Regions from separate parts of the Manis pentadactyla genome. Here region 1 is linked to region 2. A link is a contact called in public Hi-C data. All regions are on one chromosome and are shown on one strand. The core of a region is the stretch at or near the end of the contact, and the rest is flanking DNA. Distances in the headings are between cores, read along the strand shown. Region 1 holds the start of LOC118936013 (sodium- and chloride-dependent glycine transporter 2). Region 2 holds the start of PRMT3 (protein arginine methyltransferase 3).

What was found. A called contact is a pair of places that touch in the nucleus more often than the background predicts.
Region 1: a contact with region 2 is called in a Hi-C map of skin fibroblasts, with 7 times the contacts expected there. The contact joins the promoter of LOC118936013 here to the promoter of PRMT3 in region 2. A contact is called at or near these places in 2 of 3 Hi-C or Micro-C datasets (fibroblasts and skin fibroblasts).

Annotation. Positions count from the first base shown.
Region 1 is chr9:59,792,032-59,799,005 of mManPen7.hap1, forward strand. LOC118936013 (sodium- and chloride-dependent glycine transporter 2) reads left to right here and starts at 4,131. Exons shown (of 13, transcript XM_036932732.2): 1 at 4,131-4,320; 2 at 4,658-4,831. The coding sequence starts at 4,212. LOC130685034 (sodium- and chloride-dependent glycine transporter 2-like) reads left to right here. Exons shown (of 3, transcript XM_057508208.1): 2 at 1,472-1,610; 3 at 2,805-3,439. The coding sequence ends at 3,439.
Region 2 is chr9:59,581,606-59,588,480 of mManPen7.hap1, forward strand. PRMT3 (protein arginine methyltransferase 3) reads left to right here and starts at 2,569. Exons shown (of 17, transcript XR_008999258.1): 1 at 2,569-2,736; 2 at 2,969-3,104; 3 at 4,644-4,726; 4 at 6,130-6,179; 5 at 6,803-6,875.

The sequences.
Region 1 (6,974 bases), core at 2,881-5,380, 210 kb after region 2:
ACCCTTGTTTTGGATGTTCACTTCTGGACTGTTTGTGTACATTAGCTGCCTCTGACAGGGTGTGCCCAGCAGCGTGACCCTAGGTGGAGGCAGAAAATTTGTTTCACATGTCTTGCCTAACCTCCGCACTGCGGCAAAAGCAGCTGGAACTCCCACCCTTCTGAGCCCTGGAAGAACTGGAGGGTGGGGATGAGGATGCAGGGGTATGCATGGGGGAAGATTGTAGGGGGATATTAAAGATATTCAATATAGATCAAGCCCTGTATTTGCCTATTTCCAGCTCTGCCCATCTTTCTGTTCTTGCCTTTCTGATACCTACCTTGGCCTTCCTTCTCTCTTCTCAAGACATCTCTTCCAGATAGCTGCTGCTTCATTCTTCATGGCCTTGGAACAGTGTGGGACACACCAGATTGCTAGAATAGGAGGTGGAGAGTGATTGGGAAAGTGGAATCTATGCAGTGGGTCTCTGGAAGCTTTGTGTGGTGTCCAAGTGTCCTGAACATTTTCAGAGTTCATTTGAGGTAGCTTCACCCCTGCCTTTTTTCCTTAGTAGTGAGGCACTCCAGCTCCAGGTATGACTCCAAGAGAGCACTGTAGTCTGAGCTTGGAGAGGTGAGCCCCAAAGGTCCGTAGACTAGCTGGAAGATGCCTGAGGGGACAATTATTCTAACCCCTTCTTTTTATAGAAGAGCACACTGGCTCAGAGACAGCAAGCAGCTTGCCTGGGGTTATCCAGCTGTTCAGTGGTCAAGTGTAGACCAGAACTCCAGGTTTTAACATCCATATCACCTCTGTTCTCCCTCCTTTTTCACCCCCATTTCTCCCTCCTGCCCATCTTCCTCACCCCAGTGCTGAAAGGTGGCCCCCTTATAAATTAGCCCACCAAGCAGGTTCTGTCTGCAGGCTTTGGCAGAGAAAGTGAAGCAGGGGTGCTGGCTGGCTTCGGGCACTGCAGCTGTCTTTCTTGCCATAGCAGACTCCAGAGGGACAAAGGGCTGAGGAAGGGGTGATTGAGGGTTTTGGGAGGGAGGGGTTGGTTAGGGGCCTGCTTGCTGGGGACTCTCGGCATGATATTGGGGGCCTGCTTGCCAAATGAACTCTTGGTCAGTGGTTGGGGATGGAGGGACCTGCTTGCAATCATCCTACAGGTTCAAAGTTTGGGGAAAGCTGCTTGCTGGTGTGTGCCCTCACTGCAGGCTTGGGGGGTCCAGAGGTCTGCTTAAAATGGATTTTCAGATCAGAATTGGGAGCCTGCTTGCTGAAAGACTCTCAGTTCAGGGTTGAGGGGTGAGAGCCCTGCTTGTAGATGCATCCTATCTTCAGAATTGGGGTTCTGCTTGCCGATGCATCCTCAGTTGAAAAGCGGGGGCCTGCTTGCTGGGAAGCACCCTCAGCGGGGGGAGGGGTGGCATGGTGCCTGCTTTCAAGGGACCCGGGCTATTATCCAACAATGTGCTTTTCCGCCCCCCAGGAGGACGAGCAAGGGGATGAGAATAAGGCCCGAGGGAACTGGTCCAGCAAACTGGACTTCATCCTGTCCATGGTGGGGTATGCAGTGGGGCTGGGCAATGTCTGGAGGTTTCCCTACCTGGCCTTCCAGAACGGGGGAGGTATGGCTTTTCCAGTCTTTTGGCCTGCGGCGCGGCGGGGTGGGCATTTGCGGGGCTGGGGTTACCCAGAATCCAGGGCCAGAAGGGGAGGTTCAGGACAGCCTCCTCACACTCCAGCTAAATTGTAGGGAACAGTGCCAAGCCAGAGGGCGGGGGCTACTGTAACTGGTTGGCAGTAGATCCAGGGGCTTTTATCTGGAGATGTTGGTTAGGGAAGAGGTAGGCCCTCGTGATCGCCCACTGGTTCAGCCTGAGAGGTCGGGTCCCAGGCCAAGTGGGCACTGACTGCAGAGGAGTTCAGACTCTAGCTGACAAGTGTTCAGTGAGTGGTTTCACTCCTCCCTGCTAAATGACAGTAGCTCTGTGGTCCTTGGCACTGAATTAAGGATGTTTTAAGATTAAAACCAAAATTGGAGCCTACATGGGAGGCCTTGGGAATGGACATTTGGGTTGTACAGAACGCAGGCTGCGACCCAGGAGGTGTGAGTACAGAAGGGCTGGGGTCTGTGCTCTGGAAAACCTCTCAGAAGTATCCACACGCATTAATCGTTTTGCACACTGGCAGGGCATTTTGACTAGCAAAATCGCTTAGCAAAAACGGGTTTCCTTTCACTTGTTCTAACTGGGTGGAAGAAGCTGCTTTTGAAGGAAACCCGTTTCTGAAATGGCGAGGACGCCAGTTAGGCGTGCACCAGCTTCCAGAATTCTAGGATCCGTTTCACCTCTTCGGAGCCCAGTGAGGAGGGAGCCCACACAGTCAAGGCCCCCTCTGCTTGCCCTCCTGACGTTGAAGCTCCTTAGAGCCTCCCCGTTGGCTAAACTGACAAATCGCCTTCTGGGAATAGGAATTTGCACGTAGGACTCCGTTCCACAGCTTTTCAACTGACCAAAGAGACCAGAAAGGCGCCCCCGCCCGCATCAGGTTAGGCAGCTGTTTTGTTTTGTTTTTTTCTCGTGGGTGGGCCTCAGGCGGAATTTGGTGCATCCCGGACGACGGTCAGATGCTGCACCACGGGACGAGTAAAACGGAAAAAAATATGTTAATGTCCCCTCCCCCAACTCCATATTAGGACATGTTGACAAGTACTTATTAGGATGGCAGCGCTTTTGCAATGAGGGGTGCCCTGGAAGGAGAAGAACGTTTGTTGGCCACACAGAGGCACCCCAGCTGGGTTTTCTCTCGGTCTTCCGCAGGGAATCCCCAAACCAGGGAGCAGGAAGGGGGCCGGAGGTGTGTCCTGGGGCCACCAATGACAGGAAAGGGTGGGCACCCAGGATCCGGGTTGGGTGGGAGGCCCAGTCAGGGAAGTTGGGAGAGCCAGAGTTGCCGGTGTTTTGCTCGCCGGAGATCTGCAAAGTGCGGGGCTGGGCGCGTGGCCGGGTTCCCGGAGCTGCGCGCCCAGGAGGCGCGCGGAGGGCGAGGGAGACTTTCCGCACTGCGTCTTCGGCCCCGCAGCTCTCAGCGCGGAGTGGAGAGCTCGCCTCCTCCTTACAGGAGCAGAAGAGAATTACGTAAACCACGTCTCTTTCGGAAACCCTGTCTGGAGAGGATAGAGCAGGACCTCTCTTATTACTCCCCTTGGCCGCCGCCGGGCCTTCCTCGGGTGCAGAGGCCCCGGCAGCAAAGGCCCTTCCGCGGGACAGGAAGTTGGGACAAGGGCGAGCAGGAAGGGCAGATCAGCGTCCCCTATGTTGAGCATGTCTGGGCTCTGGCATCTCTGGTCTCTGAGGTGGCTTTGACCCATGCAACTGCGTTTCCGGGTCTAAATCTTTTAAAAGCCCAGGGCTGTTCCCCAAGACCCTCCCCTAAAACCTCAAAGAATCCCTGAGGGGAAAAAAACCCAAGAACTGTCAGCCGGGTCTGTACAGGCTTACCAGTTACTATAGCCCTAGGCCAGGTCTTCTGGGGAGGAAAGAGAAGGGTCAACAACCTCGGGGGGCCTCACGGTATAGATAAGACACCCCCATCAATATTGTTAAGTGCTGCCCAGTGCCCGGGGAAGGTAAGGTGGGACAGCAGAGAAGGGAGACTTCTTAGAGGACCACGCATTTGAGTTGACCTTGAAGGATGGAAGGGACTTTTTATGTGGAGAAGGAAGTTGGGGAGTGTGTGCTGGCCGCTGTGTGGGAGAGGTCTGTCCTCGCCGAGCACAGATAACTTGGCTTTTTGTAGAGAAGGGCTCCTGGAGTCTTGCTGCGTAGATGGTAGGTCCTTGGAGGTGGATGTGCTGAGGAGATGTTGACTCCAATCATGAGTCAAAGGCATGGCTTTGTTGAATTCTGAGGATGGCTTAATTTGGGGACATGGAAGTACAATAGTAAGAAAAAGAAAACAATAAAACCCAGCCAGCACCACCCAGCAATCCACCTGGTGGGGAACCGAGTACAGGAGTGTGTGCAGGGCTCCCGTGCACTTAGCCAAGGGCTCTTAAATGTTCCTGGGTGCCTGGGATTGAGCTGGAATATCAAAAGCCTCTGCGGAAGGAAAGGGACCCAGCTCCCACCTCAGACGGTAAAGGTGGGTCTGAGCCTAGCCTTGGCCTCTTGGGTCTCTCACTTCCCACTCTCTCTTTCTAAGGTGCTTTCCTCATCCCTTACCTGATGATGCTGGCGCTGGCTGGGTTGCCCATCTTCTTCCTAGAGGTGTCACTGGGCCAGTTTGCCAGCCAGGGGCCCGTGTCTGTGTGGAAGGCCATCCCAGCCCTGCAAGGTGAGTCCATCCTGCCTTCTAGCCTCCTCAGCCCCACCTCTCTCCCTGGCACCACTTGCCCCAGGAAGGGAGACCTGTTCTGTGATTGGTGGAACTCACTCCTTCCTTGTCTATTTGATAAATTCCACCTCTGGAGCTCTCTTAAGAATGGCCCCAAATCAACTCTGGCATTGCCCTGTTCCTGGCAGAACACCTCAGTGTCCCTGGAAGATACCGAGTCCACTCTGCTATTAGCTTATCCATCTGTCAAAAAGACCTAGGTCCTCACCTTGTGCCCAACTGTGAGAAAGCACAGGATTTGGGATGGAATGAATCCCTGGAAATTTTGCTTCCACAGGTTGTGGCATCGCAATGCTAATCATCTCCGTCCTAATAGCCATATACTACAATGTGATTATCTGCTACACACTTTTCTACCTGTTTGCCTCCTTTGTGTCTGTGCTGCCCTGGGGCTCCTGCAACAACCCTTGGAACACGCCAGAATGCAAAGATAAAACCAAACTCTTACTAGGTAAGTTTGGATATACCAACATTAGATGAACTATTCATACAATTAATAAAGACTAATTGAGCATATATTATGTTTGCCAGGACCTGTGCTAGGTGCTGGGGGCTGCAGATGCTAAAACAAACAACCAAATATACTTAATTCTAACATATAAGGAGCTCATGGCTCAGAGGAGGGGTAATCAAATTTTTGTTTGCTCATGAATAACTGGTGTGTTTGTTAAAAATGCACATTTATAGGCCCACCAGGTAGTCTTATTTATTAGATTTGGGTGGGGTCAGGGAATTTGCATTGCATTTTATCAAGGTCTTCAGGTGACTCATGTGCATGGTCCGATTTCAAAAGCAGTGAGGCCCTAGAGTCTAGGAGAGTTGATGTATGTGATTCTGGGTCCACACTTCACAAAATACTGCTCAGTGCCTGAGGTAAATATGAGAAGAGACCCTTAAGCTGAAGCCTTCTGATAGAAATGTGCATAATGTAGTCCCTTGAAGAGGCGACAGATGACATCTGTCAGAGAAGTCAGGGAATGTTCCTGGAGGGCATTTCAGACCTGAAATTGATGGGCCTTGAGAACTTGAGGGAAGCTGTCTGCTTGTTGGGTCACAGGCAAGGGAGTGAATGTGAGGAGCAGGGCAGATCTGTCAGCAAGGCTTTCCGGTCTGTAAAACATCTCAGCTCCTGACACTACATGTATCTAGGAAAGGTAACTTCTCTCTGGATCTGAGCTTTCCTCATTGGAAAAAATAGAAATATAACAGTATTCTTCATCATACTTACATCATGGGATTGCTGTAAGGAGAAAAGAAATGAAGGATATGATAGCAGCTGGAAAAAGAAACTACAAATAGAAGGGGCTAGTATCAGTTACCATTGAAGGCTCTGGTCATTTTAATGGGCACCAATAAGCAAGAAGTGTCTTCTTTCCCTGGCAGATCTGTTATTCCCCTTAAGCTGGATCTGGGCTGAGGTCAGAATCCTGTGATCTCTATAGAACTGGCCCTTAGAGTCGTCGCTCCTCCACCAAATCAGCTCTTTTGCCTTTTCAACGGGCAGTTGCAGCATTAGGATGTTATTTATCCCTTTAAGCATGTTAAGAGGGAAAGATGAATTCTTCCCCCCCACACCTCCAGAGAGAGGCACATACCTAAAGGCAGTAATTCACACTGGAGCATTTTTACACATGTGTACATGTTCATACACACCATGACCAACCACCCCTCCCAGTCCCGAGAGGCTTTGAATAAGAAGAGCTAAAACTAGAGATACATGCCTATTACTTTCAAATCCTGTGCCCCTGCAAGTGCTTAGGAATGGAGGGGCAGGAGTGGAGGTTCTCAGGTGCATGGCTCAGTGGTGCTGTGACCAAGAGTGCCTCTTAGAATCTCTGGGCCTCAGTGTCCTTACTTTTACCATCTCCATGTTTATGGATTCTTAGGTGAGGGCAGTGGTTCTACATGTTAGAATCTCCAGGGGAATTAAATCAAAACAGCACTTAGGGGCCACCCCAGACTAATTAAACTGACCAACTGGGGATGGAACCTAAGAACCGTTATTTTTAAAGTCCCCCAGGTGCACCCAAGTAGGAACCACTAGGTTAGAGTTTGCCCACACCCCTTACTTTGGCTGCCCTTGACCACTTGTGGAAGGGAGCGCCCCATCATCTTTGCCCTGCAGACCCTGCCAGCCCAGTGGTCACCTCTGCAAAACTGAGAGAATCCTACTCAGTGGGTTCATGGATTCACAACCAGCAGTCTGCTGCCAGAGTGGTGTCCTGCAAATGGCTGCTATGTCAGGCAAAGTGCGTGCTCCAGGATGTGGGGTCTGGAATGGAGAAGTACCCCAAGGTCATCCCAGAGCCCTGCTTGTCCTTTCTGGATTGTGCCTGAGAGGGAAGTCACTTTTCAAGGGAGTGCCTCCAGCAGAGGGCTGTTGCCTTGCTTCAGCTTCTCTGGGGGGTTTCCCTAGGGAACCATGTGGGTCATGGCACTCAGTGTCCTGTATCTGTCCTCCAAGTGGGATTGTAGTTTAGAGACACAGGTCTCCTCCACTAACAACATCCACTAATATTTGTGCAGTCCCTTAACACTTAATAGCTATCATCACTCACTACACACCATGTTAAACCCTTTTAGTCATATTACCA
Region 2 (6,875 bases), core at 1,319-3,818:
CTTAGTCAGTAGAAGTGCAAAGTTAAGCTGCTGTACTTTAAAAACTATGGAAAAGGAAAGGAAGATGCAGCAGGAATGGTCAAAGTCAAGAGGAGCACACGGTGTTAATTTCCATCTTGGACAAGGGATGGTGGTGAAACTTAACTTCTGTGCTGGAGGGAAGCAAAGTGATTTGAGTAATTGAGTCAATATTTTTTTACAGGGTTTATAGTGTGTACCTTTCAAGCTTCAATGCTCACTATGGGATAAAGGGTATCCCCTTTATGTTTTATTTACTTATTTTTTAAAGTAAATTTTTACTTATTATTTACTTATTATTTAAAGGCTATCCTCCTTAATAGGAGGAATATATCCTTAAAGGAATTGGGACAGACCCAACGTCAGTCACCCAGGAAAGAGGTATATTTTATGGTCGGGTAGAGTCTTGTAATGTGGACTTCAGGAAGGAGATGGAACATCTGCCTCATGCTAGGTGGGGTTCCTTTGGAACTGTACCCTGAATTGCCTCTGTGTTTGGGTGATAACAAGCATGGGCTCAAATAAGTGAGGCGTGAAGGAGGGGACCCCGTGAGGATACCTGAAACCTGCAGGCTCTAAAAGCTTAACTCAGTGGCCAGTTTTAACCTGTTCTCAGTATTGTTTCCTTACCCAAGCCTATTACGTCTTGTTCAACATTCTGTTTTGTCTCATTACTGAAGTGGGAAGGGGAAGAGTCTGTGTCCATCTTTGGAGTAGAGAGAAAGCTGCTGCCTCTCATGCCCAACATTGCGGTGAGACATAAGGTTCAAGGGACAAGGTTCTGACTCAATCACTCATGTAGACTGGGTGTTACTTCTTTTACTATTAATATTTAATATTAATGACTGGGTGTTACTAAGGGATCTAGCAGGTTTCTCTCCAAATATTATACAGATGGGGAGAAGATGGTCCTTGCTGGGCTGAGAGTTTATGTTAGAATGACAAAGGGAAAAGTTGTATGGGCACACGAAAGCCCTTGAATTAACTAACTCATTCAGCTTACTGAATGTCTCCTTGCACCCCTGGGCATGTAGCCATTAGGGATACTTCAGTGAACTAACTGTATGTCTTACCTATCAGAGCCAGCAGATATTCCGGCAATGTCCTTCAAAGCTAATATTTGATGGATTCTGTCCTCTAGGAGTTTAGTTAAGGGAGAGGAGTACATTAATAGATTAGCAGTAATACATTTTCATTCAGCAAATTTGAGTATTTACTATGAGTTGGGTCATGTATTGTATGCCAAAGAAATGAAAGTAAAAGACATAGCCCTTATTCTCATGGTGCAAAACAATGTTATGGGTAACACCAAGAAAGAAAAGAAAACAAAGCACATGGTAGGTGCTTAGAAAGAAACTAACGGGGCTGCTGGAATGACAGTGGAACCTACATGAGAAATAGTGGTCTGAGGAAAGACTTTCTGGATGAGACAAAATCCATTTGTAGAACATTCTTACTAAAGGCCTTGAAGTGGGAAAATGATTTTTGCCCAGCAGATGGGGCCCAGGGTGAAAGGTTGAGATGGAAAGTTAGGCAGGATGATGCAGAGCCTAGACGCCATGATAGTCAACTGAATAGGGTAAACATGTGCCAAGCACAGCCCTAGCCTCTGGGTCCAGAGCTTGGGACATCATGACCTGCTGAAATTACTGCTGCCCACTCTCCCTGACAAAACATTCTATGTTTTGAGTAGATACTAGTTAGGTAAAAAAGGCATAAAGTATGGGAACGTTTGTGCTCTTCTCACACAGCAGCCACAATGTTCCTTTCTTAACACATCTGACAGGATCACTCCCCTGATTAGGCAGGTCATCTGCTTCCCATTGTTTAGGATAGAGTTAACACGTATGTCTAAGCACTTTACATATATGAACTCATTTTATCCTGACAGTAGCCCTGTGGTTTATGCAGTCATTAACTCCGTTAGTTGGGGAAAGGAGGCCGAGAACGGTCAGGTGACTTGCTCAAGATCACAGTTAGAAAGTGACAAGAAGTAGTCAAACCAAGCAGGCTGGCTCTGGCGTCCATGCTTTCACTTAAGCACTGACTAAAACCCTTAAAACAGCCCGCAAGGCTTTGGCCCTCGTGGTTCCTAGTACACCCACACTGGCTCCTGCAGTTCCCTCTCCCCAGCGGCATCTTCACGGGTCAGGAAGCCCAGGAACCCGAAGCGAGTCTCAGGCTCTTTATGCGTTCGGTCTCCTCTGCCGCCAGAGGGCGCCGCGGGTTCGTCGCCCATCTAACTGCTCATCCGGGTAATGAGATGCACAGAGGGCGTGATGTCCCCTGCAAAACTGCTGCACCGACTCGCCGCCTCTGCGCGCAGGACGGCGGACGAGAACATCTTGCTAAGGCCGGCTGCAGCCCAGGAGACAAAAGTCGTGTCGTTACCTGGGACATGCACCCTGCCTCAGCGACTACTAGGCGCGCACTGCATCAAACCTGCGGCTGGAAAGAGAGCCCGGGCTCTCGCCCCGCCCACCCATCTCACGTGACCAACGCCCGGCCACGTGGCCGGAAGCGCTTGCCGGCCAGGGCGTCTAGGCTTCCGCGGGTTTCCCCAAACTCAGGATTAGCCGTGCGCTCGCGCTCGTTCCCGGGTTCCCTGGCCTGAGTGCTCGGGAGGCTGCGCGCACGTTGCCAGTCCGGTCCCCGCCCCCAGGCGCGCGCGGCTCCGGGTTTTCACAGCCATGTGCTCGTTAATGTCGAGCGCTACTGGTGGGTACCTCTGGCCCCCAAAAAGCCGGCTCTTCCGGCCCCTAGGCCGCGTCAACGTGGGGCTGGTGAAAAACCCCTCCCGCCCCGGGCTCCGGCACGCGGAGCCGGGCGGGTGAGGCCTTGCAGGGAGGGTGGGGGACGTGCGGTGAGGGCCGCGGGGGAGCGGGGCGCGGGAAGCGCTCACCCTGGGAGGGTCTTCGAAAGATGTGAGCTGATCGTTTGCGTGTGGCAGGCGGCCAGGGCGCCCTGGAGGATGAGGAGGACCCGCCCGAGCTGTCAGACAGCGGCGACGAGGCTGCCTGGGAGGACGAGGAGGAAGCCGATCTCCCCCGCGACAAGCAGCACACCCCCTGCCTGTTCTGTGACAGGTTCGTCCGCCGCGGCGCCAGGCCCCAGCCTCAGGGGGCCCGGGCCGCGTGCGTCCGTGTGGTCTGCGTCTGCAGTTCAGAATGGCCCGCCCACGAATTCTCTACCAGTAATTTGAGTGAGGGTTGTTGAGAAATAGGATGCACAGTGGTGTACAGGAAGGAGCAATGAACCGGAAGCCAGGTTATACTACTTCGACGGGCCTCAGTTTCCCCTAGTGTAAAATGAGAGGGCATTTGGTGGCATACTTTTGTCACTCGAAACACTTAAAAAAGAAATACAGATGGTGAACTCTGCACCCAAGGTCTTCTAAAGCAGGGATGGGAACTAGGAATCTTCTCTTTAATAAAGACGTATCTGAGGTTTGATTCTAATGAATAAATAGCAAGTTTGGGTGTCACTAAACTAGGTAATGCCTCAGGACCCTTCCAGCTTCACCATTCTGTAATTCTTTGACAAGTAGAAACTTTCTCAGGTGTAATATTTACATTTGAGCCATTTAAAGAAGTACCTGTCTTAGAGGCTCGCCATCTATTGAAGGGAAGGAATTGATACCATTTTCACTTTGGGAAAAAGTGACGGCAGTATCAATGACTTGTTCAAAGTCACGAGACTGTGGTTTGCTTATATCCAAATCCATGTTCTTTCCATTTAAAATTATGCCTCTTCATCTTAACAAACTTTGACTTTGGTTGCTATACTGGGCAAGTGGGCCTGAAAGAGGCCCGGTTGGCCTTGGGCAGTATTATTTAAATAAATTTTCTAGTTTCCCCTAAATTTGGACATGGTGCTGATTGGCAGTGTATTGACTCCTCGATTCCTCGCTGTTCTCACACATATCCTCGTTTGGGTAGGCAAGGAATGTCTCCATATATTATAGTCCTCATAAAATAATCTTTATGGAGCATCAGGGATGTACTATTTTGTGATAGACTGCAGAAGTACTGCAAAAATAACCTATATTGGTAAACATTGAAAACTGCTACATATGTGCTAATCATATAGAAGAGATATGTAGTTTCTCTGCTGTATTCCAATCTCGTGTCTTTCAGTTTTGCAGGTCACATAATAAAGAGGCTTAGTCCTCATAATATCTGTAATTCAAGTACATTGGGAACACTACATCATTTTGAAATATAACACTTTGGAAATGTGCCAGCTAAAGTTACATTTTATGCTTGCTTTCTAAAAGCAGTTTGAGCAATGCCAGTTCTGAAAGCAGAGTTGACACTTAGGGGAAAAAATCTTGTGTAGGGAATTTTCATGTCTTGAGAACAACAATCTATCAAAGGGAATTCTCTTCTTTAAAAGCCTTTTGATAAATGCAGTGCTATTTGGTAAATAATACTGACATTTGCAGGGTAGTTAGTTTGTTGTAGGTGTAAAATGGGACTCAGAAATATTAATTCCCTTTAGAAGGTATGTTTATTTTTTTATTAATTGGAAAGAAACCTAGAAACCAGCTGTGTGGTGGTAGTGATGGGGGTGCATATTTAACATGAAACCAATATTTAGACTTGGGGGACTGCTTGATTTTTTAGGTTATTTACATCTGCTGAAGAAACGTTTTCACATTGCAAGTCTGAGCATCAATTTAGTATTGATAACATGGTCCATAAACATGGTGAGTATTTTTTAGAATAAAGAAAATCACAGTTTTGAAATTAAAGTTCTAACTTCATATATTTTTTAGACCTTTCCTTTTCTATAGAAACCAGTATAGTGAAACATAGCAACAACCTATGTTATGAAAGTGAAGTTTTTTGACAAGTGGCCTTTGAGGAGAGACTTTTAAGTCATTCTAAGGATAAGATTAACTGTATTTAAGCTTATATTGGCTTTACAACTAAAAAGGGAAGAAAGAAACCCTTGTCATGTGATTGCATTTTTACCATATTAGAGTTAAGAGCAAGGGTAGGGGTGGACTTTGGAAAAGGAGATGGGTCATTATGAAAAACTACAATTTATCAGGTTAGAGCATAACATAAACTTCAAGGCATACAGGACTGAGTTATAATTTATAGGGAATTTGGTAAGAGTATGGTAAAAGGAGTGACGAAGTTAAGGTGGTAAGCAAAATATTTAGGTGATGATTCTTTTGAAACTTGAATTTAAACTTAGTAACTTTGCAATGAAAGCCTTCCATTTCTTTAAATGGACATAGAAGAGCTGTACTGTTCTAAAATTCATTAAATACATAATTCAGTTTTTGTTCCCTCTATCTACAAACAGCTATAAAGAACATTAGGTAAATATCTGATATGTTTATAAATCAAATTCAGCTGCATTATGAAGACATGAATGACTTAGGCTCATTACTGTTTTTCTTTAACCATGTTTACTATGCATTTTTTAACTGAATTACAGCAATACTTCAGATGTAATTTTGTATTTTTTTTCATGTGCAAAATAGGGTTTTTTTGTACACTGTTATGCATGTAAAACAATGTTCCTCCTAACAGCACTTCTCACACAAATAATAACCAGTTGGTTGGGATATGCTATCGCTTTTCCTTATTTTGAATGCTGCTTCATTTTTAGAAAGATGAGAACCAGATAACAAGTCTCATTGTTTTTTAATTTGCATCATTTAACTTAATGTAAAAGCTAGTATACTTTGTGTAATACATGTCCTTGCAAAATTATAATTTGGTAGGCATCATGAAGATGGGAAATTTAGAAACTTTCAGCTCCAATATCAACTGCCAAATACTTGGTAAAATATACAGCGTAATTTCCCTGATTTGTATTGTTCTTACAAATGAGGAGTAGAATTCTAAAAATAAATTTCCCATTTTGTAGAAATGCAGGAAGCCATTAAAAAATTATCATCTATGGCTGTTTCTTAATTAAAATATTCAGGAGTTACTGTTTCTAGTTAATAAGAAATCCAAAACATTGTAAGTTGTAGTTTAGAGGGCAGAAATATTTTATTGTCTATCCACAGAAATCTCAGTAGGACAGGTCCATTAAACAAAACTCAAATTTTATGTTAAAATAGATGAATTATCTTTTTTTCTCCTTTAGGGCTTGAATTTTATGGATACATCAAGCTAATAAATTTCATTAGACTTAAGGTAAGTTGGTAGCTTAATTTACAATTTCATTTAGAAACTAAGGAAATGCAACAGTTACTATCAATGCACTGATTTTTTAAAAGAATACAAGGAACTGCTCTAGAAGAAACTCAAGTTTGGCAGTCATCAGTTATATTGGGGGAGTCACAGACATTAGGAATTAGCACAATGAACAGCACCAAGTAAATGGGTAACATCATACTTTATGAGTACAGTTTTTAACTGCATCTAAGAGATTGATCAGTGTTATTTGAAAAAGTAATCAATATCAGATAAAGGGAAATACTGATAGATGGTATTTCCATAAAATTCGAAATAATTTCCAGCGTAATTTTAAGTACTGTTGTTGCTCTTTTTCTATTTTTCAAATACTTTGTTCTTTATTCTGTCCTATTCAAATAAATGTTTATGTTGCCACTTCTCCCAAATCTAAACAAATATAAAACTATGCATTGAAACCAGTGATTAAGCAATCATCCAGTTAAGGTAATGTAATTACAGGTGAACACACTCCTTAAATAGAGATTTTGTGTAATGTAGACACATTATAATTTTTTTCCTAGTTTTTGAGGGGATTTTGTGATTATATGCAATGAAAAACATGCAATTTCTTTTACATCCAGAATCCTACAGTTGAGTATATGAATTCCATATACAACCCAGTGCCTTGGGAGAAAGAAGAATATTTGAAGCCAG